Linked DNA regions of Mus musculus: regions 2 and 3 are each linked to region 1. Evidence: chromatin contacts called from public Hi-C and Micro-C data. All regions are on one chromosome and are shown on one strand. The core of a region is the stretch at or near the end of the contact, and the rest is flanking DNA. Distances in the headings are between cores, read along the strand shown. Region 1 overlaps Pcdh7 (protocadherin 7). Region 2 holds the start of Pcdh7 (protocadherin 7). Region 3 overlaps Pcdh7 (protocadherin 7).

Evidence for each region. A called contact is a pair of places that touch in the nucleus more often than the background predicts.
Region 2: a Hi-C map of myocytes shows a contact between it and region 1, with 5 times the contacts expected there. The contact joins the promoter of Pcdh7 here to the enhancer-like site in region 1. A contact is called at or near these places in 5 of 39 promoter capture datasets (the HPC-7 cell line, HPC-7-derived erythroid cells, fetal liver and 2 more), 14 of 484 Hi-C or Micro-C datasets (the G1E-ER4 cell line, the HL-1 cell line, bone marrow-derived macrophages and 8 more), 7 of 115 datasets of contacts at active chromatin or transcription factors (bone marrow-derived macrophages, cardiomyocytes, embryonic limb bud and 4 more) and 2 of 9 other capture datasets (adipose tissue and pancreatic islet).
Region 3: a Micro-C map of muscle stem cells shows a contact between it and region 1, with 5 times the contacts expected there. The contact joins two enhancer-like sites. A contact is called at or near these places in 2 of 484 Hi-C or Micro-C datasets (liver and muscle stem cells) and 1 of 115 datasets of contacts at active chromatin or transcription factors (heart atrium).

The regions. Positions count from the first base shown.
Region 1 is chr5:57,896,950-57,901,142 of GRCm38.p6, reverse strand. All of the region lies in intron 1 of Pcdh7 (protocadherin 7), which reads right to left. It also overlaps the pseudogene Gm17977. Among named protein-coding and RNA genes, the nearest start is that of Pcdh7, 180 kb to the right of the region's middle. Within about 2 kb of position 1,917, at least 40 of the 459 cell types and tissues checked have an H3K27ac peak or open chromatin away from gene starts, as enhancers often do. A contact at or near this core is called in the G1E-ER4 cell line, the HL-1 cell line, the HPC-7 cell line and 5 more, where this site is marked.
Region 2 is chr5:57,715,761-57,719,953 of GRCm38.p6, reverse strand. Pcdh7 (protocadherin 7) reads right to left here and starts at 1,873. Exons shown (of 3, transcript NM_001122758.2): 1 at 1-1,873. The coding sequence starts at 849. It overlaps 4932441J04Rik (RIKEN cDNA 4932441J04 gene), which reads left to right and starts at 2,035. Exons shown (of 5, transcript NR_015588.2): 1 at 2,035-2,108.
Region 3 is chr5:57,754,706-57,758,898 of GRCm38.p6, reverse strand. All of the region lies in intron 1 of Pcdh7 (protocadherin 7), which reads right to left. Among named protein-coding and RNA genes, the nearest start is that of Pcdh7, 39 kb to the right of the region's middle. Within about 2 kb of position 1,683, at least 96 of the 459 cell types and tissues checked have an H3K27ac peak or open chromatin away from gene starts, as enhancers often do. A contact at or near this core is called in heart atrium and muscle stem cells, where this site is marked.

The DNA.
Region 1 (4,193 bases), core at 668-3,167:
GCAATCTAGCTCTCTGATATTCTGTGTAAGTTATTCAAATATTCAGTACTACCAAAGAATTTATTTTAGTTAGCATCTCATTAAGGTTGGTGATTGAATTCTTAACCTTCTGGACAGATGGACATTTTAAAGCATGTGACAGGAACAGACCAACGAAGCAACTGCAGAAAAATCATGCTCTATTAGTACTATTGTTTGGCTTTCTAATCTGCTTTACCTCCACATCTGTCAGAGATTTGATTGCTGCATTTATAATATTCTTATTCTCTGTTTCAAAGAAAGAGAGTATCTGAGATTATTGTATTTTAAACTTATCATCATTTTCTGTACATTTATAAACACTGCCATTTTCCACACATTATATTAATGAAATTTTCACTTTAGAAATACAAAACTTTCAATCTGTGGGACATCTATAAATTGTCATCTTTTCTATACAGTAAAATCTTTGACTGACTAGGGTTATATCCCACTGGATTCTGTCATAAGCTTTTTCTATATTAATAAACTACAGTAATAATAAACATGTAATTAATTCTTATTCTGGGGGAAGAACAAGGTACTCTTCACTTTTTTTTTGTACTGATTAGCTTCAGTTTTGAAAAAAAAAAACAGCATTATATTGACAGCTAATAAATTAAGAATGGTGGTTTTTAAGTGTGCTTTACCTAACAGAATTCTAAACTAAAGTTTAAAAAATTAAATAAAATAACAGATCTGTCTCAAAAGGACACAAATATATTACAAGGGAAGTCCAGTTATAACTAGAAGTCTTTTATTGACCCGAAGAGCCCAAATTATACAATCTGGATCTTGTTTCTGGAGCTGGGTAACTTAGGTCTTAGCCTGCTGTACGGTTCCCTGTTCTGATAGAGATGCCATCCAAGGATGTCCTAATGTCCTTGTTTTTAACTATTGTGGCTTTCTGAATCAGAGCCACTGAATCAGAAACAAGTTCAATATCATTTTCTTCAAGGATTAATTCGTCCTTCTTCTGGGCTTGAGAAAAAGAGCAAGTAACCTGTCCTTATCTGAACCCTGAGGGTGTATTTTTTTTTCACCCAAGAAATTACGGATTTCAACCGAAGACTCACTCTGCTGTATAACGACTTGATGGGGAGGTGAGCACATACAGACAGCTTCTTGATGGGAATCCCAGCCTAAGACCCTTGATAGTGCTCTGAACATGACTGCAGATGGTTCTGGCGGTGGCCAGTTCCTTTCTGTTACCCCACTCTTTGTTGATTTGGACCCTCTGCTTTTTCTTTCCAAGGAGACTCAGCTCTACCTTGATGTGATTGAAGTTCCTCCGGAGGGTTCCCCTTGGACCCCTCACAATGACTGTGTGCTCCCTCAGAGTGATGACATTTTCTGGAACGTCGATAGATTGCTGAGAATGGTCTTCATTCTCACAGTAGATGGGGCAAAGAGTTTAACTAGAAGGGAGGCCCTTGGTCCTGTGGAGGCTTGATGCCCCTGCTTAGGGAGATGCTAGAGGGGTGAGGCAGAAGTGGATAGATGAGTGGGGGAGCATCTTTTTAAAGGCAGAGGGGAGGGAGGATGGAATGGGAGTTTTGCAGAAGGGAGACTGGGAAGGAGGACAACATTTGAAATTTAAATAACTAAAATAACCAATTAAAAACAAAAGAAGTCTTAAAAGACAATTTTTAGGCGACAACAGAAGCAGGGGAACCCTTCTTGGGAACACCCTTGATGAAGTGAAACGGACTTAAAATGCATCCTGATATGTTCTAACACTCACTGTCTGCTTAACTTTGTGGTTCAGACATCATTTCACTGTCACGTTGTGACATTAGGGGTAAGTCTTCCAGTTCGACTGCATTTCACACAAGACGCCAGTGTCCCTGAAGAGAATGTGCCCACACTCACACAGCTGCTGAGGGAGCCGCAGATGGGCTCTTACTCATCGGGCAGTAATGTAGCCTTGGCTGAACTTGAGCAGTTGATAAACAGTCAGAGAGACTTCTGCATATGTTGATAAGAATACTTCTCTAATTAAGCTATATTTTAGCCCAGGCCAGCTTATTTGAAGAAAAAGAAAACAACATTAGAACAATACAGACTAAAAGAAAAAAAATATTCTAAGGAGAATAAGGCCAATTATTGTAGCTGGCACTGGTAGGATTTCTTTCCCCCCATGTTCGTTCTGTCAGATAAAAACAAATAGACAAAGAGATTGAAATTCCACTGGACGTTATCCGTAGGTGGTGGTTGTAACCTTAAGCAAACTCTAGAAGGACAGCTCTCCTGTACTTTCCATTATCCAAGCTTGCGCCATTTTCTTGAAGTCAGATTGATTTCCTGACTTATTTTATGCATGTCAGCTGTTTATAGCCTGGGCCATACATCTGAATCGCTAAAAATAACGACATATATTAAATAAAATATTAATGAGAAACAAAAATATAAATAAGTATATTAAATAAAATATTAGTGGCCAGACTATATTCCAAACATATTTGGGGATAGAGTTGATTTCTATGTCAACAGGGGTTGAGAAATCCATTCTGGTCTAAAAATAAAATAAGAAATCAGTCCAATTTTAATTTGCCTTGAGTGCTGGTTAACCCTCAGTGCTCAATCATCATATATTTAATAAGCCTATGCAGTGGAAATATATTTCTTCATTCCTTTCTCAAGTGTGGTTTAAAAGGTACTATTTCTAGTTTAATGGTCTCATCCTTAGTGTGACTTTTTGTAAAATGTCTCAAGTATTTTGCAAATAGCTAGTCTGCGTTGCCAAAACAGTTGTGAGAAAACTTGAATGAAGTTTACATTATATATTTACATTATATACACAAATTTCATTATATATCTAATTAAATATATTTACATTGTAACGACATGATAAAGACTGGGTCAGGTGTGATATTTTTTGGACTGCTAATGCATTCTAAGAAAAGGAATTTGTAATTAAAATCGGCTTGGGATTTTGTTCAGCCCCAGAATGACTAATACCTTTTATTTGTTAGTTGGTATTGGAGTAACCAAGATGGGTATTTATCTTTGTTTGGTTTTTTTGTTGTTGTTGTTTTGTTTTGTTTTGTTTTTGAGAGAGAAAATTTCTTTCAGGAAGTTATCTAACACTTATTAAGAGATTCTTAAAGCTATTTTTTCCTGTTAATTAATAACCAGTCATGTAGGACTACTGAGGGTTTGATTTCCCAAATTACTAACAGTTACTGCCATTTCTGATATAGTTTCCATGTGACAATAGACTAATGTCTCCTTTAAGACGAGGACGGCTCTGTAGAATGCTATCACTAAGTAGCATCATATGAAGTACTTCTAAAACTATACCCTTCCTATTTCCAAACTCTCTCAACTTTCCACTAATAAATATATATGTATATATTTATGTGCTTCATTTTTTAACTTTTTCCCAAACATCTCAAATTTTTCTATTGATATATTATATATCACAGCCACCTAGGACAAATCGTTTCCTCTGTCCTTCGGCATCTCTGTTTGATTGCCACTCATCGTTAGCAATAAGGAAAGTATATATTGAAGCATTAGTCTCTACATTCAATATTGCTATCCTTAGCTAACACAATTATCCTCAGTTAACCTAAAAATAAACCATTTGTGCCTGAATTGTGCATCATCAGGTACGTCTTTCATGATTGATGCAAATTCCAATAACTATTTCATGAAGACTTTGAGATGATCAAGAGTGAAGACGGCAAGGACTTTACGATTCTTTTCTCAGTTGGAAAGCACCACTGGTGTACTTGCCCTTTGCTTTAGCTTTCCATTCCAGCAGCTACTTAGTAACAGTTCTTGAGTTCCTAACTTTCTCACATTACCTGACTTTGAAACCTAGCATTTCTATTCATCCTTTCTATGGCATGAGGCAAATTAATTTTCTGTCTCAGTTTCCAAGTGTTTAGTATAAAGACAAACTGTGTTGTCACTGATGGGTATGCATTAAAGCTATAGCAATCTCAATATCTTGAAATCACTGGAGGGATTGTCCAATATTCAGAGAGCTTCCAATCCTGGATTCAGAGTAGAAAGTGTTTAGTGAATAAACTCAGTTTACTGAGATATATTTCTTTAAAAAAATAATCATTCTATAAATGGAGTAATATTAAACATTATTTGGCTCCTTTTAGATTGTCATCATCCATAACTCTATTTTTATGGCTATGCGATCATAGTTATAACAA
Region 2 (4,193 bases), core at 624-3,123, 180 kb after region 1:
CCCATCGCGCACTCGGAGGGTCAGCTCATAGGAATCTCTCTGCTCCCGGTCCAGCGCCCCCTTCACGATCAGCTGCGGTTGTTTCTCGCCGTCTGGAGTGTCTGCCACCTGAAGCTCAAACACACTGCTTCGGCCACTAGGACTCGTCCCGCCGCCACCCTCAGGCGCGTCCAGCCGCCGCTTGGAGCCTCCAGAGCCGCCGCCGCTCGCGCTGTTCCCGCCGCCCCCTGGGTAGGGGGCGCTGTCCGCCGGCCCCAAGCGCCTTCCCTCGCCGCTGCCGCCGCCACCCCCGGGCTCCTGGAGCAGCTCGTAGCGTTCGATGCCATTGCGACCAAAGTCACGATCGGTGGCCGTGGGCAGCAGGTAGAGCGTGCCTACAGGCCGGTTCTCCTCCACCGTGAGCGTGAGCACCGGCGACGGGAAGGTGGGCGTGTTATCGTTGATGTCCAGCACGATGACCCGACCCTCAAACAGGTCCACCCAGCTCTGTGAGGGCCCTATCACCGACACCTCGAAGTCCAGGAAACATTCGTTCTCGTCGAAGATCATCTGACATTGGGGCAGCTTTTCTCGGTCGATGCGCCGCTCACTGGTGCTCAGCTCGCCGGTGAGGTTGTCAATCTTCAGATACTCAGAACCAGACTCAAGGCTGAAAGTCACCTCGCCGGAGCCGGTCACGATGCCCAGGTCCGAGGCCACATTGCCGATCCGCACGTCGGCGGGGCCCTCCTCGGCCAGCCGGTACCGGAGCAGCTGCTTGGCGGCGGCCAGGCTGAAGCAGAGCGGCAGAAGGAGACAACAGCCCAAGCACCAGCCGCGCGCCCATCCCGTGGTCCGCATCCTCAGCATCTTCTCTTGCTGCTGCTGCTACTGCTCCTTCTAACCACAACCCCCCTCGGCACCCCCCTCCTCCGGGGCTGGCCGCCTGCCCTCCCCTCGGTCCTCCTCTCCGGGAAAGGAAGAAACGAGAGGGAGGGGAGGGAGGGGGCCAGAGTAGCGCGTAGAGTCGGCCGATGGGAGGGGGGCAGCTAGAGATGCTTCTTTTTTTCTCCTCCTGCTTCTTCCGAAAGTTATTGTTTCATAATTCATGCAATGGGTGCTAATCGCCCGCTCGCCGGCCACCGTTTACTCGCAGTACTCACAGTTCACGGGACACTGCGCGCCACGGGCTCGGTGCCCCCACAAAGTCATCCCCGCAGTGGGAAGATACTGAGATCCAGTCTCCAAGCCCTGGGAAGGGGCCGGAACCGCTTCTGCAAGAGGGCGGCGGAGCCTGGTAGCGGACTAGAACAAACCTGCAGCCTTCCCCGCCTGACAGCAGCGTTAGTCCTTACTGCTACTCGAGTTAAGTCCAATTCACGTTCCAGCTACTCACTCTAGACCCAGGCTCTGTTTAGGCTCCCGAGGTCCAGACAAACCTGAACCGCTTCCTGCTTCAGGCTCTGGGGCGAGCAACAAGCCAGTCTTAACTCTGACTCCTCTTAAGCAGCCGGGAAGCCACTCAACATATCTTGAATGAAAAATTCCACGGCAGGTCGCTTCGGGCAAGGTGCAGCGAAAAGACGCCTCGCGTCACAGCTCGGTCCGCGACCGGGTGCTCCCGGCGCGCCAAAGAGCAGCCCGAGCCATCTTCAGAGACGCCCAGAGTCGGTCGCTTCTCACCCCGAAGAGCTCCGGTTTCTCTTTTTTTCTTAACAACTCTGCGCAAGGTCATTAGTCACGAAGCCGCCGCCTGAAACCGCAGCAACCATTCGCCCGCGGGGGCGAGAGCCGAACCGTGCGCACCGCGCGGTGCCCAAGTTTGGATTCTCAGCCGCAGAGTCCGTGCCTTCCCTCACCTGCATTCGGCCCGCGTGTTGGAGCAGTGGGATCTGCAGCGCTGTGCGCGATTCAGGGAGGAGATTGCAGCCTCTCTCTCTCTCCCCGCTCTCTCTCGATCCCTCCCCTCCCTCCCTCCTTCTCTTTCTCTCCTCCCTCCTCTTCTCTCTCCTCCCTCCTCTCCTTTCCCCTTTCCCCCCCTCTCTCACTCTCTCCAGCACAGTCTCTCAGCTTCTTCCAGTCTCAATGCGGGGAACTCGAGCTGAACTTGATCCCTTTGCAGTTCAAAGGTGAGCAAGCCTGGCTCCGTGCATCCGCGCGACACTGGCCCGGTGAAAGCTCACGACCGGGCACTCCTAACGGCAATTAACAAAGATGCCCAATTCTGTCCGGATTTCCAAAGAAAAGCCAAAGCCACTGGGGCGGGGGTGGAGGGGGAGGTGGAGTCAAACAGAGCTGCCAAGTAGCTTAAAAAAAAAAAATCTAGTTTGCCAAAGGGAGAAAAAGTGCCAGTCGGCTGTTGTCTCGGAAGTGCCCTGGCGCGGCGGGTGAATTCCGCAGTTGTCTCGTCCGCTTTCGCGTCTAGCAGAGTCTGGTGCGCGCGCTCCCGCCGCCTCTCTGGCTGTGGCTGTTCCGAGACACCGAATCGCTCCGGGGAAGCTCCTACTCTCGCTACCCACTAGCCGGAAACCCGCAAGTTTGCATAAACTGGTGGTTGTTGCGGAAAGCCCGCGGGCTCCGGAGTCAGACTTGACTCCGACGCTGCAGCGGCGGCGGCGGTATCCGAAACTACACAGTTGCAGAGAACCAGGGAGGAGGGCCCAGGGAAGGGAGGCGGGAGGAAGGACTAGCCAGCCGCGGCGCTCACCGAAGCCAGGCTTCGCTTCGTGGGGCCGACTGAGAACTGCCCAATCTCAGCCCCGATAAGCCAAAGTCTAGTCTCCTTAGGCAGTTTGGGTGGGGGTGGGGTGATTCTTTTTCCCCCTCTAGGGCTGGTAGACTAAACCCGGCTGCGTGGGTAAGAGCTGAAGTGAGGGTGTTAGTATACCTTCCTCCCACGTCTACCCTCAGACGATGCCCCCCTCCCGCCCCAACTCCCACCCGCAACGTGTCTTCGTTTCGCAATTTAGCATCTGGGTTAGTGAATTGCTACTGGTAGGCTGAGGTCGATGTCTGAGTTCCGAAAGCCAAGCTTGTGTTCTGCCAAACCGTGACGGGCTGCAGTAGTGAAGAGAGAGCATCAAACTCCAACGAGAGCCAGAGAGGATCCTTTTTTGGAGCCCAGACTTTGGAGGTCTGGGTTGGGGAGGGGAGAATGCCTGCCTTTGTTTAAATGCTTGGAATTCCTGTCATCCGGCTCTCACTGGGGATAGACCGTGTGTGCACGCGCCTGGGGAATAAAACACATGCTAGAAGCCTGGGTATTATTTTCTAAGCAGAGCCTGCAGCTTTTAGTAACCGGCAAAGTGTAGCGTCACCTATCTGGATATAAGGGAAATAAACTTTAATGGCAACTTTGTGTACCGAGTATGCTTAACCTCTTTTCTCTCCTTTTGACTTTGTGCCTCGTGATCCTCCCTGCCATTCCCGGGCGTGAGGCTTCCCCGGTTCTCACTCATGACCACCGCAGTCTGCCAAGTCAGATCTCAGGGCTGGTGGTGTATTTCGAACCGAAGCCCACTTCTCATGTATTTCACACTGTCAAAATAAAGACCCTCTACCGAAAGATTAAGAAAAGACGAAGGTAGTAGGTGGAGTTTGTGTCGGGTCCTTACTATCTCGGAGAATGTTGCTAGGAATTTAAGGGTTCCTTTAAAGACGAATTTGCATGCCCGATCTAATGCTCACGGAATCAATTTTACTCTGAGACCAGAGGAGGCAGAATGACTTAAATAAGTCAAACACCAATAAAGTCTAGGAGCAAAGGAAGCGCGCGGTTGTTTGGAGGAGCGCGGCGAGGAGTGTGTTTGGGGGCGGGGGAGCGACAGTGGTTTCCAAAAGCTCTCCCAGGAGGGGCGGGGGTGGAAGCGCGGAGGACGGAACCGTGAGTAGTATGTGCCAGGAGCTAACGAATATTTCCCTGTCCCATAAAGCAGCATCTTTCCGGGAGGGGTGGCTCCTCCTCCTCGGCGAGAACGGCCTTCCCCGTAACCCTCCGGCCGCCGCCACCAGAGCTCTCAGCTCTGTATCTGCAGCATCAGCGAGAAAAGCCTGGCGCGCAGGCTCAGTGCGCACCGCCGCAGTCTGAAGGAGGGGGCTGGCGCCGCAGCGCCTCAGCGGCCGACGAAGTGGCAGTAACGCGATGTCCCCCTCACATTTGGAAGAATAGAGGTTTATCTGAATGCCAGCTTTCTCCCGATCCAGACTGGAATGGG
Region 3 (4,193 bases), core at 434-2,933, 140 kb after region 1:
GTAAGCTGCCTGTGATTACTTAACTTTCTTGTTATTTTTTTTTAACAGTGCTGTTCTTTGTTGTATCCTAGTGACATCAGCAGTGCCCTGCACAGACCACAGCCTTATGTGATAAAGGGGTGTTTTGTTTATATTTACCCATCAAATAGTCCAGCCATTCCAAGGGCTTTCCCCAGGGGTACAGTAGGCTTCAGCATTAGGAATTCAGTGATACAATTTGCAAAACACATGAATTCAAGAAGAAGGAAAACAAAAGTGTGGATACTTTGATCCTTCTTAGAAGGGGGAACAAAATATCCATGGAAGAAGTTACAGAGAAAAAGTGTGTAGCAGAGACTGAAGGAATGACTATCCAGAGACTGCTCAGCCTGGTGATCCATCCCATAAACAGCCACCAAAACCAGACACTATTGTGGGTGCCAACAAGAGCTTGCTGACAGGAGCCTGATATAGCTGTCTCCTGAGATGCAGAACTGGATGCTCACAACCATCCATTGGACAGAGCACGGGGTCTCCAATGAAGGAGCTAAAGAAAGTACCTAAGGAGCTGACAGGGTTAGCAGCCCCATAGGAGGAACAACAATATGAACTAACCAGTACCCCCTCAGAGCTCCCAGGGACTAAACCACCAACTAAAGAAAACACATGATGAGACTCATGGCTCCAGCTGCATATGTAGCAGAATATGGCCTAGTAGGTCATCAATGGGAGGAGAGACCCTTGGTCCTGTGAAGGCTCTATACCCAATATAGGGGAATGCCAGGGCCAGGAAGCTGGGGTGGGTGTTTTGTTGAGCAGGGGGAGGGCGATAGGAAGGTAGTTTTCGGGGGGGGGGGCAGGAAAGAGGATAACATTTGAAATATAAAGAAAATATCTATTAAAAAATAAAAGAAAAAAAAAGAATCCAGTGATAAATCTAATGTATTTTTTTCTTGAAAAGATCACGTTACTGTGGAAATAGACATGTAGAAATGTAATTGTAATGCAAAGTGTTAGTGCATGTGGAACAGAGACTGAAGAAAGAAGAGAAACTCATTGGGCGTGGGAGGAGACAGGGAACTCATTGATGGCAAGTGACATTCGAGCTGACTCATGAAACATGAGTGTGTGGCTGAGGCCCGAAGAAGGATCCAAAAACATTTCACATGGAGACAAAGAAATGCACAAAGGCTGGGAGCTGCCAAGGGAAAAGTCCTATTAGGCAAAGAGCAAGGGGCTCCTGTGGTGGTTAACCAGAGAGGGCCAGAAACAAGTGGTAAATGCCACCTGCTTGAGACCTCTTTGTATCATTCCACAACCTTCCCTCCACCCTGCACGTGGGTCCTTAAGTGCTCATCTGGGTGACCTGGAATGCAAGTCCATCTCTTGCAATGATTTTAAGGCAGGATAAAAGGTCTGCAGTGGGTAGGTGGGGCTACTCCCAGGAGCAAGCAGGGTTTGCAGCAACCAGGAGAGAATGGGTTCAGTGTCACACCTATGGAGACAAAAAGATATTCAAATACAGAAAGCAATTGCCTTGACACCAGCCATTCTCCTTGTAGGTGGTGACTACTAAAATAAGAAACATAATCCTGTTAGGAGCTCTGGGGCTATAACAAAGGAGAAATGTTAAGAGGTGGGAGCACACACAGGATGTGGTGGCAGCTGCTAAACTCTGGGAGTGTAGTTTTAGACAGTCCAAAGAGGCCAAGAGAGCAGATCCCCTGAGTGAGCTCTGACTCAGTAAGGACAGATAGAGAAGTGGAGACACTGCAGCAAGCCCACTGCCAAAAGTGAAATGAAGACAGTTAAGACATGAGCACCAGGCTCTGGCTCAGAGATATCTCCAGAACAACAACAAAACAAACAAAAAGCTTCAGGGAAGTCCTTGGAGCCACCAGGAGCAGATGAGGACGGCAGGAAAAGCAACACCCACTTATTTAAAAACAAAGCATCAGTTATTTCAAACAGCTGGGTTGTCTGCATTCCTCAGATCAACCACATATGAATTTAAAACTCTCATTAGTACCTCGGATGAACACAAATACCATGAGATGCTGGTGGGGCCTGTGGCTGATCTTAACAGAAACAGTGTGAGGGTCAGGTCTCCATTTGGTAACCGCGGGATCTTTGACAAACTATAGAATTGAAAAGCACAGTTTCTTTATTTGCATAAAGTGGTGGGGTTTTTTGTTTTGTTTTGTTTTGTTTGGTTTTTTTTTTTTTTAAGGTAAAATGGGATAATCCATCCACACACAACCACCTGAACTCAGAGTAAACCTCAATGAAAATTGCCTAAAATGCACCAGTGAGAAATTTGTGCCTCCCATCTATTTGTTAAACCACATAACTAGAGTATGTTAAAAAAAAAAAAAGAAAGAAAGGACTTCTATAGGGTTGAGTTAAAATATTTAACCACCAAACTGAATTGAAGATAAAACATCAGAATTCTTTAAAAAAAATACCTGTGTGTCATATGAAAATGATGAATGTCTTTAACTGTCTTGCATACTACCCTGAATCGTATAATTGTGTGACCTTCATTTTTAAGATCAATGAATGTACCTTGAACCAGACAAAATTTATTGTTCCCAACTAATATCCTCTGCATTAAGGGTGAATTTCATTCACATTAACACCTTACAATTTAGGACCTGTAATTCATAACTTCTGTAAGCATAAAACACCTTCAGCACTAAGCAATCTAAAATAAATCGATACATCATGTTTTCTACAGAAGAAAAGAAGCAGGAGATCATGACACATCTCTAGTCACATCACTGGGCTGTGGGGCCAGTACAACTGTCTTCCTCCTCACTTCACAAATGACTTGGGAATGTTCCACTGTTTGCTTGATGGGGAGCTAAACTTATTTCAGGACATGCTCTAATGAGTCATGCTGAGGGCCAACAGTAATCCCAGCTACTACTGCCTCCTCCCTCCATAAAAATCCCAGCGTCTGCAGCACACATTCCTGATTGCAAACAGACAGGGAAGAAAGGAGCATCTAGTTCCAGCAGAGTTTAATACAAGTGGACACAGATTGCTCACCCTGACTCTAATCTGTGAGCCTGTGCATAGAGTTGCAGATGAGTCATACTAACAAATCACTGTAAAAGCATATGGTGTTTTATTTTAGTAGTTTCTGGGATCATTAATACTTTCGGGTGAAGTCGGGGCTTTATCAGTAAAAAAGCATAACATTTCAAATAGAATTCAAGCATTGTATTTCAGGTTAGATATAGAATCGACTCTTATATCATTCTTATTTTTAAGTGCAGTAAGCTCAGAAGTTCTTTGTGACTATAATTGTGGTGGTTTGAATGAGAACAGCCCCCACCCCAATAGGCTTGTGTGTTTAAATGCTTGGAATTGTTTGGGAAGGATTAGAAGGTATGTGGCCTTGTTGGAGGTGTGAACTTGTTGGAGGGGATTTGACATTGGAAGCAAGCATTGAGGTAAAAAAGTCTACCCCCCCCCAGTCTGTCTTTGTGTGTGTGTGTGTGTGTGTGTGTGTGTGTGTGTGTGTATCTTTTTCTCTCTGTGTGTCTGTAGTCTCTCTGTGTGTATCTCTGTATCTCTCTGTCTCTACCCCCCCCCCAAGTGTCCCTTAGTGTATCTGTCCCCATGTTCTCACTGCTGGAGATCAGATCTGAGCTCTCAACTTCTTCTTGAACACCATGCAACCCTGCATGTTTGTCTTTTCTCACATTCCCCACCATGATGAAACTGGACTTACCCTCTGAAACTGTAAGCAAGCCCCCATCTAAATGCCTCCTCTTTTTATGTAATATGTTTAGATATCTTGGGTGATGGGATATTTTCTTTATTTACATTTCAAATTTTATTCCTGCTTCTAAAAGCACCTACTTCTAAGAGGGTGCTCCCCCCATCCACCCACTCCTATGCTCCTGCACTGGCATTCCCTTACATTGGGGCATCAAACACCCTCAGGCCTAAGGGCCTCTCTTTCCACTGATAACCAACAAGGCCATCCTCGGCTACATATGTGGCCAGCACCATGGGTCCCTCCATGTGTAATCTTTGGTTGTTGGTCCAGTCCCTGGGAGCTCTGGGGGTCTGACCCGTTAACACTGTTGTTTCCCCGCATGGGGCTGCATACCCCCTCAGCTCTTTCCGTCCCTTCTCTGAGTCCCCCATCAGGAACCCTGGGATCAGTCCAATGGTTGGCTAAGAGCATCCACCTCTGTATT